Regions from separate parts of the Xenopus tropicalis genome. Here region 1 is linked to region 2. Evidence: chromatin contacts called from public Hi-C data. All regions are on one chromosome and are shown on one strand. The core of a region is the stretch at or near the end of the contact, and the rest is flanking DNA. Distances in the headings are between cores, read along the strand shown.

Region 1 (6,049 bases), core at 3,276-5,775, 99 kb before region 2:
ATTCCATTAACAAATCATAACAATGGGTTCTATTCTAGTGATCATGTCCACCACATATTAATATCTTCTAAACACAAGCAGCTGGGAATTTCTCCCTGTGGTCTCGTTTGCTACAGCAACCCTTAGCTGGTCATCTTTTGAACTAGAGAAAGCCCTAGGGCTCTGCCCTTTGAAATCTGTGTGTTTTGATCTCGATGTCCCCTTTTTCATGACCATTGCTGATCAGAAAGAGCTTATGTTTAGGGCAGAAACAGATGTAGAATGATGGGAGCCCAAAAATCATTTTGATATGTGTAATGAAAGAAGTACATGATGCATTTAGAATCCTGCAAACAAAAGACGGAGGGTTTGTGTAGAAAGGTTTTTTCGCCACTAGTGGGAAGTGCAGTACACCTTTACAGTTCTAATAAGCAATGCAAGGCTACATAGCCAAAACACTGTCTTTGTTATCTGCTTACAAGGAGATCATTAACCCCTTGCCTCTTCCCTCACCTCCCAAGCAGCAAAACACCTAAGAACCGTAGGAAACAACATGTTTTGGCCTTGATTTTAAATGTGGGCAAAATATACAGATATTTTTCATGACAGTATTTGCTTCTTGGTGGGAATATTCAATTTATCTGTAATTTGCCCAAATATTGTTTGTAGTATCAAGTGACCAAAACACCAGGGGCAGTCTGTGATACCAGTCCTCTAGATCTGTTAAATAGGATTGATCTAATCTAAGCCATAGTGGTTCCTACATAATCAACAGATATTATGAGTCTACAGTAGGGCTAAGGGAGAAAGCACACAGAGCTACTTAATAGCAGCTACTTGTCACGGCTACTAAACGCCATAAAATACCCTGCCATAACAATACTGAGAACTGTCCATGCTAAAACACACATACCTGTATTTTGATGAAGGGATAATTTACCAGCCACTTTAAAATATCTGAAAGTTAGCCATCACCTTGGTGTCCCAGTCCCATTTTGGTTGTTTTTATGGCATGAGTAACTTCTTATATCCTTATATTTAACAACAGAGGGTACTTTATATATTTTATTAACATTTACAAACCTTGCTATGTTTATTTGGTCCTATGGTACCAGAATGCTCTGTTGCAGTGGCACATAAAAATAAACATTTAACAACAGTAATGTAGACAGGACCTTGAAATGTATTTAAAAATGCATAGGAAGTCAGCTTTTAATGTAATGCAAAACAGCTAGAGTTGTGTAATTAAAGCTGCACTAGAAAGCAAGGGAGACAACACAATGGAATAGCTTTGATTAACCTCCCAGCCAGGCCTCACATTATTGTAAAAGAATACATCTAAATGCAGCGAAGGGTATCATTGTGATTAAGCTGTAATATGGTATAAGCAATGCTGTAATATCTGCTGGGACCAGGTTAATTGTGCCTCTGTTGTTTCTGCGGTGTACAGGTCAGCACATGTTACATAGCAAGCCAAATGAAGTATAATTGTCCCTAGGAATGGATTAGATTCGCTGAAGGTGAAAGTGAAGCACACGGAGGGGCCTTTATTAATGTATCCTGATGTAACTGTACCAATGACTTGTAGCACCGCGAGGGCCTAATGGCTTCTTCTTCCCTAAATCGAAAGTGAGATTGAATTACAAGATTCCCCTGTTATGTTAATGCTCAGTGTTCATTGATTTGTATGAGAAATAGAAATCCATAACCTAGTATAACTTAAAGATGGGTTCATTAGTATAATTTACTGGTTTGGGACATGGCATTAGGGCTGTTAGCTCCCGGGTACTGTGCCTTTTGCGAGCATATAATGTACAGTATTAAAGGGCCACTGTACCTTCAAATTTCTCTGTAAAATTGTTCTGTGGAAAGGCTATGTTGCCATAGTTTGAGGTATCTCTTGTTAAAGGACAGGAACCGAACCATGGAGAGTATATGTACTATGCCACAGCATTAGTATCCCTTTTAGCTATTAAACTGTTATCTTGCTATTCAAAACATTTACTTTAGCAGATGTTGATTCACGCTGTACTTTTTTTTCTCCCCTAGGCTTGATGTACTGATTGATGTGATATAAAATATAAGGTGGCCTTAGATTTATTCCGTTGTGTCTGCTTTCCCTTGATATTCAGCTACGTGAGAACAGTATCAAGCTCAGGTCTGGGAGCTTATCTCAGAGGCTGTCAGTTACCTGAGGCTTTGTTTGAAGGCTGGAAGTGATCCATGACTAGATGCAATTGTAAGGAACTTTCTTTTAAGTTTGTCTTTAATCTGTCCTTGTGGTTCTGGCACATCCAGCCAAACAAAGCAAAAATGCTCACACCTGGAAAGAGGAGCAGGCACAGACCATGGCAAGCCTTTGAGTGAAGAAGATATGCTCTAAAGAACAGAACGAAGAGTGACCTTGATTGTCCTTCTTTATGATATGCATACATGGCAGCTAGGTGCAGAAAAGCAGTGACTCACCAGCCAGCCGAGATGGTACTTCTACCCTGAGCTTCCTTACCTGCCTGTGGTACTGCACCCCCTGCCTCGAGATCCATGCACATACCTGTATCTTTAGGTTTTGATCAGTATCAGACTGGACAGTTTGGTATCCAGAAAACAAAAACTGCTTTTCTTACAGATTAAACGAGGGCAAATCACGAGCCTCAGAGATGCTGTGTTAAAGGAACAGTAACACCAAGCAATTAAAGTGTTTAGAAGTAATTAGAATATAATGTACTGTTGCCCTGAACTAGTATAAGTTGTGTTTGCTTTAGAAACACTGCTATTGTTTATATAAAAAAGCTGCCATGGGGGCAGCTTTTCAAATTAAAATAGGGCTAAATGGCACAGGCTACATAAGATATAACAGATAAGTTCTGAAAACACCATTGTATTCTGCAGAGCTTATATGGTTTCTGCTATTTAACCTTTGCCTTTTTTTCTTTTTTTCAGCTTGAAAGCTGCCTCCATGGCTACACGTGAGCTTATTTATATAAACTATAGTAGTCTTTCTAAAGCAAACATACAACTATTACCAGTGCAGGGCCACCGTATATTACATATGAATTACTTTGTAACACTTTCTTTTTTTTGGTGTTACTGTACCTTTTATAACATAAATAATGTTTTGTATTCAGTTCCATATTTAAAATAAACAATCAGCAGCTAGCTTTTACTGACCTAGTACAGTTAGGATTGTGAAAGGCACCCTCTTCATGTCAATAAGGAGGATGCAACATTGGACTCTTCCCATCATGCTATCTATTTTACTGTACATTTTCTCTCCTCTTTTCATATAACTTGTTTACCTAATAATGGAGGCTCTTTGTTATTAACCAAATTGAAAAAAATGATATTAAATTATATTTTGTAATTTTATTTAGTCTTATACCAAAAGCTTCATACACCAGCATGATAAATAATGCTACATGTGAAGGATAACATATCTATTATTGAATGCTTATAAAAAAAAACCTAGTGTAATAAAACCTGCATATAATTAGGATATATTTTATGCTCCTTTGACATTAATTACTTTGATTACATCAAATTTGAACTCTACAAAGCTGAAGGTCTGTAACAATAGTTTGTACAAACTTCTATACATACATCAATGTGACAAAATACTCCTTATTCTGTGTATCTTCACCCGCCCCACCTCTTATCCTGCCTATCCTTGTGTTTATACTGCTTTTTCCCACCCACCCTTCCTTTTATCCTACTTGCTCCACTCTCCTCCTATCTGCTGTTCTCCCTCCCTTCGGTTTTCTCACTGCACAGTGATACAGAGCCAGGATACAGTGCTATTATTTAAGACATACATCTGAGTTCTATGTTGAGGACACACTACAGAATACAGGATACAGTGCTCCCTGATCAATGCTACAAGCATAATGGAACAATACAGAATGTGCCTGCCACTGTGGTGGTAAAACTCTCTTTCTGCAGTAAAACATGAGGGGCTCTGCCATCCCCTTGTTCCTGATTGTATTTACAAACTGTATTTCTCCAATTTTTTCCATGTGTCATTTCATTATTGCAGAGTTGAGATCACTTGCCATCTGCGGACTCATTTTATCAGCCTCTTTTTTCTTATCCTTGGAGCAAGGTCATTTGGGACAAGCACAGAAATTGAAGCTTTTCATAACAGTTTTTTATGCTGTCCTATAAATCCGCTTGCTCATTTCGAACAATTACACCCTTTTTTGAAGGGATTCCCTTTCAACAGAAATATATTAACCAAAAGGGCAAACACCTAACGAAGCAGTTAATGCTGTTTATTTGTGGATAGTCCAAGAATTTCAAATGTAAGCTCAGGAATCTTTGGTAGCTTCACATGATTGGTCGCTATTAGCTACGGGTCACAGGACTGGACCCCCATCCGCATTAACATATGCTGGGAGCTTCTCTGTATTCCATCAAGCTAAACAAAAACTGCAGTCAGTGCAAAAAAAAAAAAAAAAAAGCAGCAGCAAATTCAGCCCCCATGTTACACCCAGATCTAGGAAAATATGCGTGCACATATGTAACAATACAAATAGGTGGGTGGTCTGATTAGAGGCACTCTCTGGCTGTGTGACACACTATTCTGTACTGCAACCAAGGGGCCGTAGCACTGAACAGACATTCTTGTGTCTGGGGCTGCTGATGTGAATTTGCTTTTATCTGTTTGCTAGCAAATGCCGTCTGGCAGTATTTAGGCTGCAGAGCAAATTGATAAAGGCATCAGAAGCTCTCACGACAAGCCCTAATAGTCTACGGGCTGATCTAAAGTGAAAAAGATTTAATGTAACCTTAATTGTTTAGGCCCAGATGGTACTTTAGGGGGCTGATTTACTTACCCACGAACGGGTCGAATGGAGTCCGATTGCGTTTTTTTCGTAATGATCGGTACTTTGCGATTTTTTCGGATTCTTTACGAATTTTTCGGATCCAATACGATTTTTGCGTAAAAACGCGAGTTTTCCTATCCATTACGAAAGTTGCGTAAAAAGTTGCGCATTTTGCGTAGCGTTAAAACTTACGCGAAAAGTTGCGCATTTTTCGTAGCGTTAAGTTTTAACGCTACGAAAAATGCGCAACTTTTCGCGTAAGTTTTAACGCTACGCAAAATGCGCAACTTTTTACGCAACTTTCGTAATGGATACGAAAAACTCGCGTTTTTACGCAAAAATCGTATTGGATCCGAAAAATTCGTACAGAATCCGAAAAAATCGCAAAGCATACGAAAAAGTCGCAAAATATTCGTTTTCAAGTCGGAACTTTTCCAATTCGGGTCGGATTCGTGGGTTAGTAAATCAGCCCCTAGGTGTATGAAAATTCAAGTGCAGCTTTTAAGCAAGTCCCTTTCCCATGCATGAGTGCAAAAGTAAATTATTCTTATATGGTCTAGTATAGCCAACAAAACTGGACTGTTAAAAAAGGAAAAGGTTATCCATCTCTTGTAATGATCACCATTGCAGCAAATAATGTAGTGTAATGTAGTGAACATCAGATAAGGCCTAGTTGGACAACTAAGTTACACACAAACCCAGCACTAACATGTGGCCCTCCAGCTGTCGGTGCGTTACTACTCAACAGCCTGTGGGATTCTGTGAGTTGCAATTGAATATTAGCCTACGAGCAGCAGGTTTGGACATTCCTGCCTTACATGCACTAACTGATTCTGAAGAGGAGGCAACAGATGGTGCCGGTTTGCGTCATGGGGATGGGGTATGTGTGGTAAACACTAGGCTGGGAAAGATCTAGCACTGGAGGTGATGCCAATACTGACTCAAAATGCAGAAATAATGTCTCCATGCCTTGTTAGAGTCCCAGATTACACACTGACATCTGCTGATATCAACAAAAAATGGCTCTCTGAGTTTGCTAAGAGCAAAGCCTTCAGCAGATTCAGATAAAGGAAGTCAAAGGAAACAGTGTGTAACCTTTATTGCCACATAAACTATTACACTGTACCACTAAGGAAATCTTTTATGTGTATAAAAACTATAAGATACAACATTACCAGCAATTGGTTGTCTAGGGATGCTGGGAGATTTTTTTTGCTATGAAGCAGGGTTGATTGCACTTTGTAAACAGA
Region 2 (5,515 bases), core at 2,393-4,892:
AAGAAAGATAAGAACTGGGGAAAAAAATTATTGCACCTCCATGAAAAATTATATTCCTGTGCAATTGAATACATGTAAGTATGCAAAAAATCTGAAAACTGTTAGTTACATAAAAATTATATTTATTAAACTGAATTTATTTTTTAATATTTACTTTTAGCAAACCTAAGGTGTGGAGGTCCAAATTACAGAAAGATCTGTTATCTGGAAAACCCAAGGTTCGAGCATTCTTGAAAATCAATCCTATACCTGTATATGCATGTTTGGTACATAAATATATTTTTAGGTTAGCAACAGCCAAGGGGCCTATGGGCTGGGAATTCCTGGCTTAGGGATACAGGACACAATGTGGATCTGCTTTATGTATCTATTATAGTTTCAGCCTTACGTTCCTCTCCTCCCTTGATGCAACAGACATGTAACATGATACAAGATCACAGAGTAACCCAAGTGCTTTAAAGATTCAGTAGTGGTGATTAACAGATTTTTGATGCTTTAAAATGAGAGGCCAAATGTCAACCAGTTCTTGGCTAATAAACTAGGCTATGTATAAAGCCAACTAGTTCAAAAGTATTTCTTTTAGTACAGTTGTGTCCAACCTGCTACCTTGATTTGTAACCACATGACATAGGAAAGTAACATTTTAATATGAATAAGAGGGTTAAAATACGCCTTACTCAAGGACCAAAGAATATCAGGGATACAGAATTCCCAGAAAGAAAATTCTATGCTGAACACAGTCACTTCCATGGAAGAACTGTATTATTGTTATATACATAATTTCAGAAAAAGTCTGTCGATAGTTGTACTTATGGATATAATGACATAAACAAAAGTCCTACTAATAGAGAAAGCAGATGAAGAAGAGAATAAGAGGCTATTGATCCATTTTGGCAGTTCACATGATTCCCAGCTAAGCACCGAAAAAGTTAAATAAACAGCAAAACACAAGGCCATGCCTCCCCCCTGCCGAAAATACACAGCAAATTATATACTGCATGGAAAATCAGCGGATCTGAAGAGAAGATGTCTCCTTGTTCAAGCAAAAAGCTGATTAGCTGTTCTTGCTGGCAGAAACCAGCTGGTCAGTCCGGCAGGTTCAAGGCCATTCCGACTCCCCTCTTATGAAAGCACCATATGTTAAATCTCTCATATCAGCAGCTTTGGGTTTCAATAATCTTCCTACAGAAAGAACGGTAGGTGATGCGAAAGAAATAGAAACTACGGGTGAAGACTGAAGGGCAGCACATTTTTTCTAGGTTTTCTAAGCAATAAAAGTACCAGTGCCAGATGCCCTTGGCCACCTTTGGAGTTTCCTTTTGGAGTCATCTGCAGGGAGGTTCATGGTAATCGTTGTTCTTTATATCACACCTTTGTGTAGAACCCCCAGAATTCATCTACTTATTCATAGAACTTGGAGCTCCATAAGGTTGGCAGGACATGCTTCTTCTATACCTTCAAATGCCAAAAGGGCTGCTGCCACAGCATAGTTTATGGAAAAAGCCTTCAGTTTTAAAGTAAAACATAGTTTGTTTATAACTACAGTTAAACTCTATTTTATTTTCTTAAATAATAAAGGTGCTAAAATTCAGGTCATGGAGTCAAATATCACCACGCATACACTTCTTTATAGTTACCACAAGTGCTTAACAAGGCTTTTGAAGTGCATAAAGTTTATGTTACACACATTATTCATCTAAATATTTAGTATGTGCAGTTTTTATTGATTTGACCCCAGCTATACACTCTGAAGAAACAGTGCCTCTACTGGCCATTATACTGATTAAGGCATGAAAGTATTCTTGCTTTACTAAGCCCAACAAATCATTCAATGTTTGCTACACTAGTAATTGTATAACTGGCCCTTCAAAGTCAGACAAAGCTCACTAGTTTGCATTGGGCCTGAAACAAAATCATTCGAGGAGTCTAAAATAAGGTTACACCGTTTCAGAGACACAAGAAATAAAACTGGTTTGTTGGGCAGCAGGAAAAAGGCCAGCCCAGCATGACTAGCACATAATGTCATATTCAATAGCTGAGTCCCAGGAATGAGACTGGCAGCAAATGACTCATTAACATAAGTGGATTTTGCAAGTAGCACATAGGGACAGCTCAGATCTTTCTACGGATGAAGCTGCACTCAACCTTAAGAAAGTATATTAAGAAACATTCGCACACAAAGCACACTCATTTCCCAGTGACAATGTACATTTAACAAGTTTTAAAGGTTTAAATGAGAGATTTACATGTTCAGCACTGAAATGATCAGTAATGCTGATTCATTTAGGTTAGTAATCTTAAATGTATCGGCAAATCCCTTGAGACAACCTTAAGAAGAAAACTAGGGGTTTATGGCCAACACCTATGCTACATTTCTGACTGTATCCTGGGAGACTAGTAGCTATTATAAGCGATTGTAGCTATTATAAGGCTCCTATACCATAGGGGTCACCTTAAAATGAACCTCTAGTAAAGTACAGTAGTATTTCAAATTAATTTGGAATACAATGTGCCATTGGCATGACACACGTACTTGTAAATATTACTTACATCAAGCAATTTGTATTAGGGCTTGTGCTCATGAGCATTTTTTTCTGCGCTCCCCTACAGTGGCGTTTTCCTGTGTTCCAATGCAGGGGAGCGCAGGATAAAATGCATCTCATTCTTCCTAATGGGGCTGTACTAACACAGGTGAATGCAGGTAGAATGCAACAAGCTGTCCTACAAAGGGGAGCACAAGAGGAAATGCTCATATGAGCCCTTATAACTTGAGTTTTCTTCTGAACTCTCATTCCTTGTTAATAAATGTCACAAACAGGCAATTGAAAAAATCAGTTAGTCTTCAATTTTTTGGGAATTTTAAAATTATTTATTTTTTTGTTTGTAGCTCCAAGGTTTGTTTGTAGCTCCAAAAGGAAGGGCAACCCTAGTGGGCCCCGCAAACCCCAGTCCTACCCTTTGTAGCTCTCAGGCTTAGCATATAAACTGCTATCTAGTGTAATCACATTAATAACCAAGCAGCCATAAGGAAGTTAGAATGAAATATGAGTATAAGAGGGCTTGAAAAAAAGCAATAAAAAAAGAATAACAGGTTAAACAACTGTGGTTTAGGCCTGACAACCAGATATCATTTAAAAGTTTTCTAGGACTGTTGTTTATTGTTGTTTATGGGTAAGAGAAACAATCAGAGAAATGCCTAGCGTTTTGTTGCACCATGGAAAAATAGAGAAGACTGAATGTGCCATTGGCGTGACACACATACTTGTAAATGTTACTCACATCAAGCAATCTTTATTATAGCTTGAGTGTTCTGCTGAACTCTCCTTCCTTGTTGCTAAATGTCACAAAACAGGCAATTTAAATGCGCATTTAACTCCAATCAGCTTGGAGCTCTCCACCCCTGTAAACTCATAAATATATATATGTGTATACACACAGATAGCTGCACAGTGCGCACTTGTACTTTCACATTTCCATGAAGTCGGTGAGCTTCTGAGGATAAAGGCGTGTGCAAGCACTTCTAGTTACTGAAGCATGCCCTTCTGGTTTATACTTTCGGGAACCCTTCCTTGCAACTGCACTGAACAAGAGCATAGGGAGGGAAAGAACACATGGGCCGGCAGTCTGGACAACTGCCCCCCTCCTCCTCTGCAAATGCCCAATTTCTCATGCAAATCCAGATTCTTAGCTGGTGCCTTGACTAATGCAGACACGGGAGGAGGGCAGAATTATGGGAAGGAATCTCAAAAGACTTCTCCAGTGTCATGGAAACAAAGGAGATCGCAGCTTACATTTTAAAACAGAACATATACAAACATAAGAGATCATCCAGGAGGGGGCGGATGACAATAATCTGCCTTTATTTCTCTTTTTAATGCAATAACACAGGCACCTTCCATGCCTACAATTTAACCCTTGTGTAGCATTCACGAGCAATAATGAATACAGGGCAAAGGTTGTATTGTAAAAACCCTTAGCTTCTTTCTTTCTTGCAAACGGAAAACAATTTTTTCTGCTTGCCGAGTAACTGCACTCAGGAAGAGAAAACTTGTGTTACTTTATTTCCTGGTAATCAGAACACTCGTAGCAAACAATACTAATTTTTTTGCCTTATAGCACAGTTTACCCCGAAAAAGCTTCCATTGTCATGGGCCAGATATATATTTGTGGTTCAACTTTTTGGTCCACACAAAGAAAGTTGTAATTGAATTAACATAACCTAAACATATAAAACAGACACACAAAAATGACCTTATCAGTAAGTACAGCACAAGTGAACTATTTCATAGGAGCCAATCGGATTTGATTTCATCATCCAAGGCGTAAAATACTAACTAAAGCCAAAGGATACAACAAAAGGGGAAAATGGTAGATGATGAAAGATGATATCCTTGTTAATGGAAAATGTTTATTTTTATCCCAGGAAATTCAAGCAGAAGCAACTCCTATGTATAATATTGTATGTACCGTCCAAACAATACACTAAAGCACAGTTCTTAACTGTTTAAGAGACGAAGGACCATGTCTATCAATAGCAAGACACATGGGGGTGTTGTACCTTTTCCGCCATACAGAAGCTTGGTGCTATTTAAGATAAAACCAAATTTTCTAGGTCTATTGTACATAGTATTTTTGCACATTTTTGCTGCTTTTTATTTTAGAAACAAACACAAGATCAGTTACCAAAACATATGAGAAGCAATGTCAAGGTAACTTGAATCCAGCTGGCTGCTGGGTCAATAAAGTGTCAGGGATCTGGGATACCCCTATTCTAGGTATATATATATATATATATATACACATGTAAATATAACTTTTCCTGTTACAAATAGTAACAACACTGGGACCTGCACATTTAAATAACTTTCATACTTTATATTAGGTCTGAGGAGCTGACTTACTACATCTCCTCCCACTCATGACACAACATTTTGCCTCTTCTCTTCCAGCCAAAGACAGGCATAATGTTTATTTGCTCTAAAGCTCTAACACCTATTTGCATTAATTAGCGAAATGAGAGATTTCCCATATTGTTGGTAGGTATCCCAATGCACTGCACTTGTATTAACCATTATACACCCTGCAGTACAAGTTGCCTGAATTGCTGTCTTGTGTGTTGCTGAACTATATCCCAGGTACATTCATGGGTTGATACCATGGGACATAGAGGAGGAAACTACATCAAAATAAAAAAAATACATTGAAAGTCATGTAGGTCAGAAGCTAGTGGAAAAATGTGTATTCACAAACATAATCAACAAGAGAGAATAAAGGTCAAGCCAACAGGAAATATGGTGTGCAAACTAACATTTCTCCCTGGAATGCCACAGCTTGGGTTTTTTTTAATCCATTTTTAAATTTATGTCACTAAGATTGTTGCTCCATTAGTCATTTTAAGCCCAATATACACCATGGAATATATCCCGCCTGATTAAAAAAGAAAAACTGTAGGTTGACCTCAAGCAAACAAGTAAATACTTACTTACTTGAGTTTAGTTCAAATCAGGGTGTCAAG

The links. A called contact is a pair of places that touch in the nucleus more often than the background predicts.
Region 1: a contact with region 2 is called in a Hi-C map of neurula embryo, with 4 times the contacts expected there. The contact joins two enhancer-like sites. A contact is called at or near these places in 4 of 5 Hi-C or Micro-C datasets (brain, gastrula embryo, neurula embryo and 1 more).

Annotation. Positions count from the first base shown.
Region 1 is chr8:57,941,102-57,947,150 of UCB_Xtro_10.0, reverse strand. The region is part of intron 3 of mamld1 (mastermind-like domain-containing protein 1); the gene reads right to left. Among named protein-coding and RNA genes, the nearest start is that of mtm1, 38 kb to the left of the region's middle. Within about 2 kb of position 4,525, at least 3 of the 11 cell types and tissues checked have an H3K27ac peak or open chromatin away from gene starts, as enhancers often do. A contact at or near this core is called in neurula embryo, where this site is marked.
Region 2 is chr8:57,842,203-57,847,717 of UCB_Xtro_10.0, reverse strand. All of the region lies in intron 1 of mamld1 (mastermind-like domain-containing protein 1), which reads right to left. Among named protein-coding and RNA genes, the nearest start is that of mamld1, 7.1 kb to the right of the region's middle. Within about 2 kb of position 3,642, at least 4 of the 11 cell types and tissues checked have an H3K27ac peak or open chromatin away from gene starts, as enhancers often do. A contact at or near this core is called in neurula embryo, where this site is marked.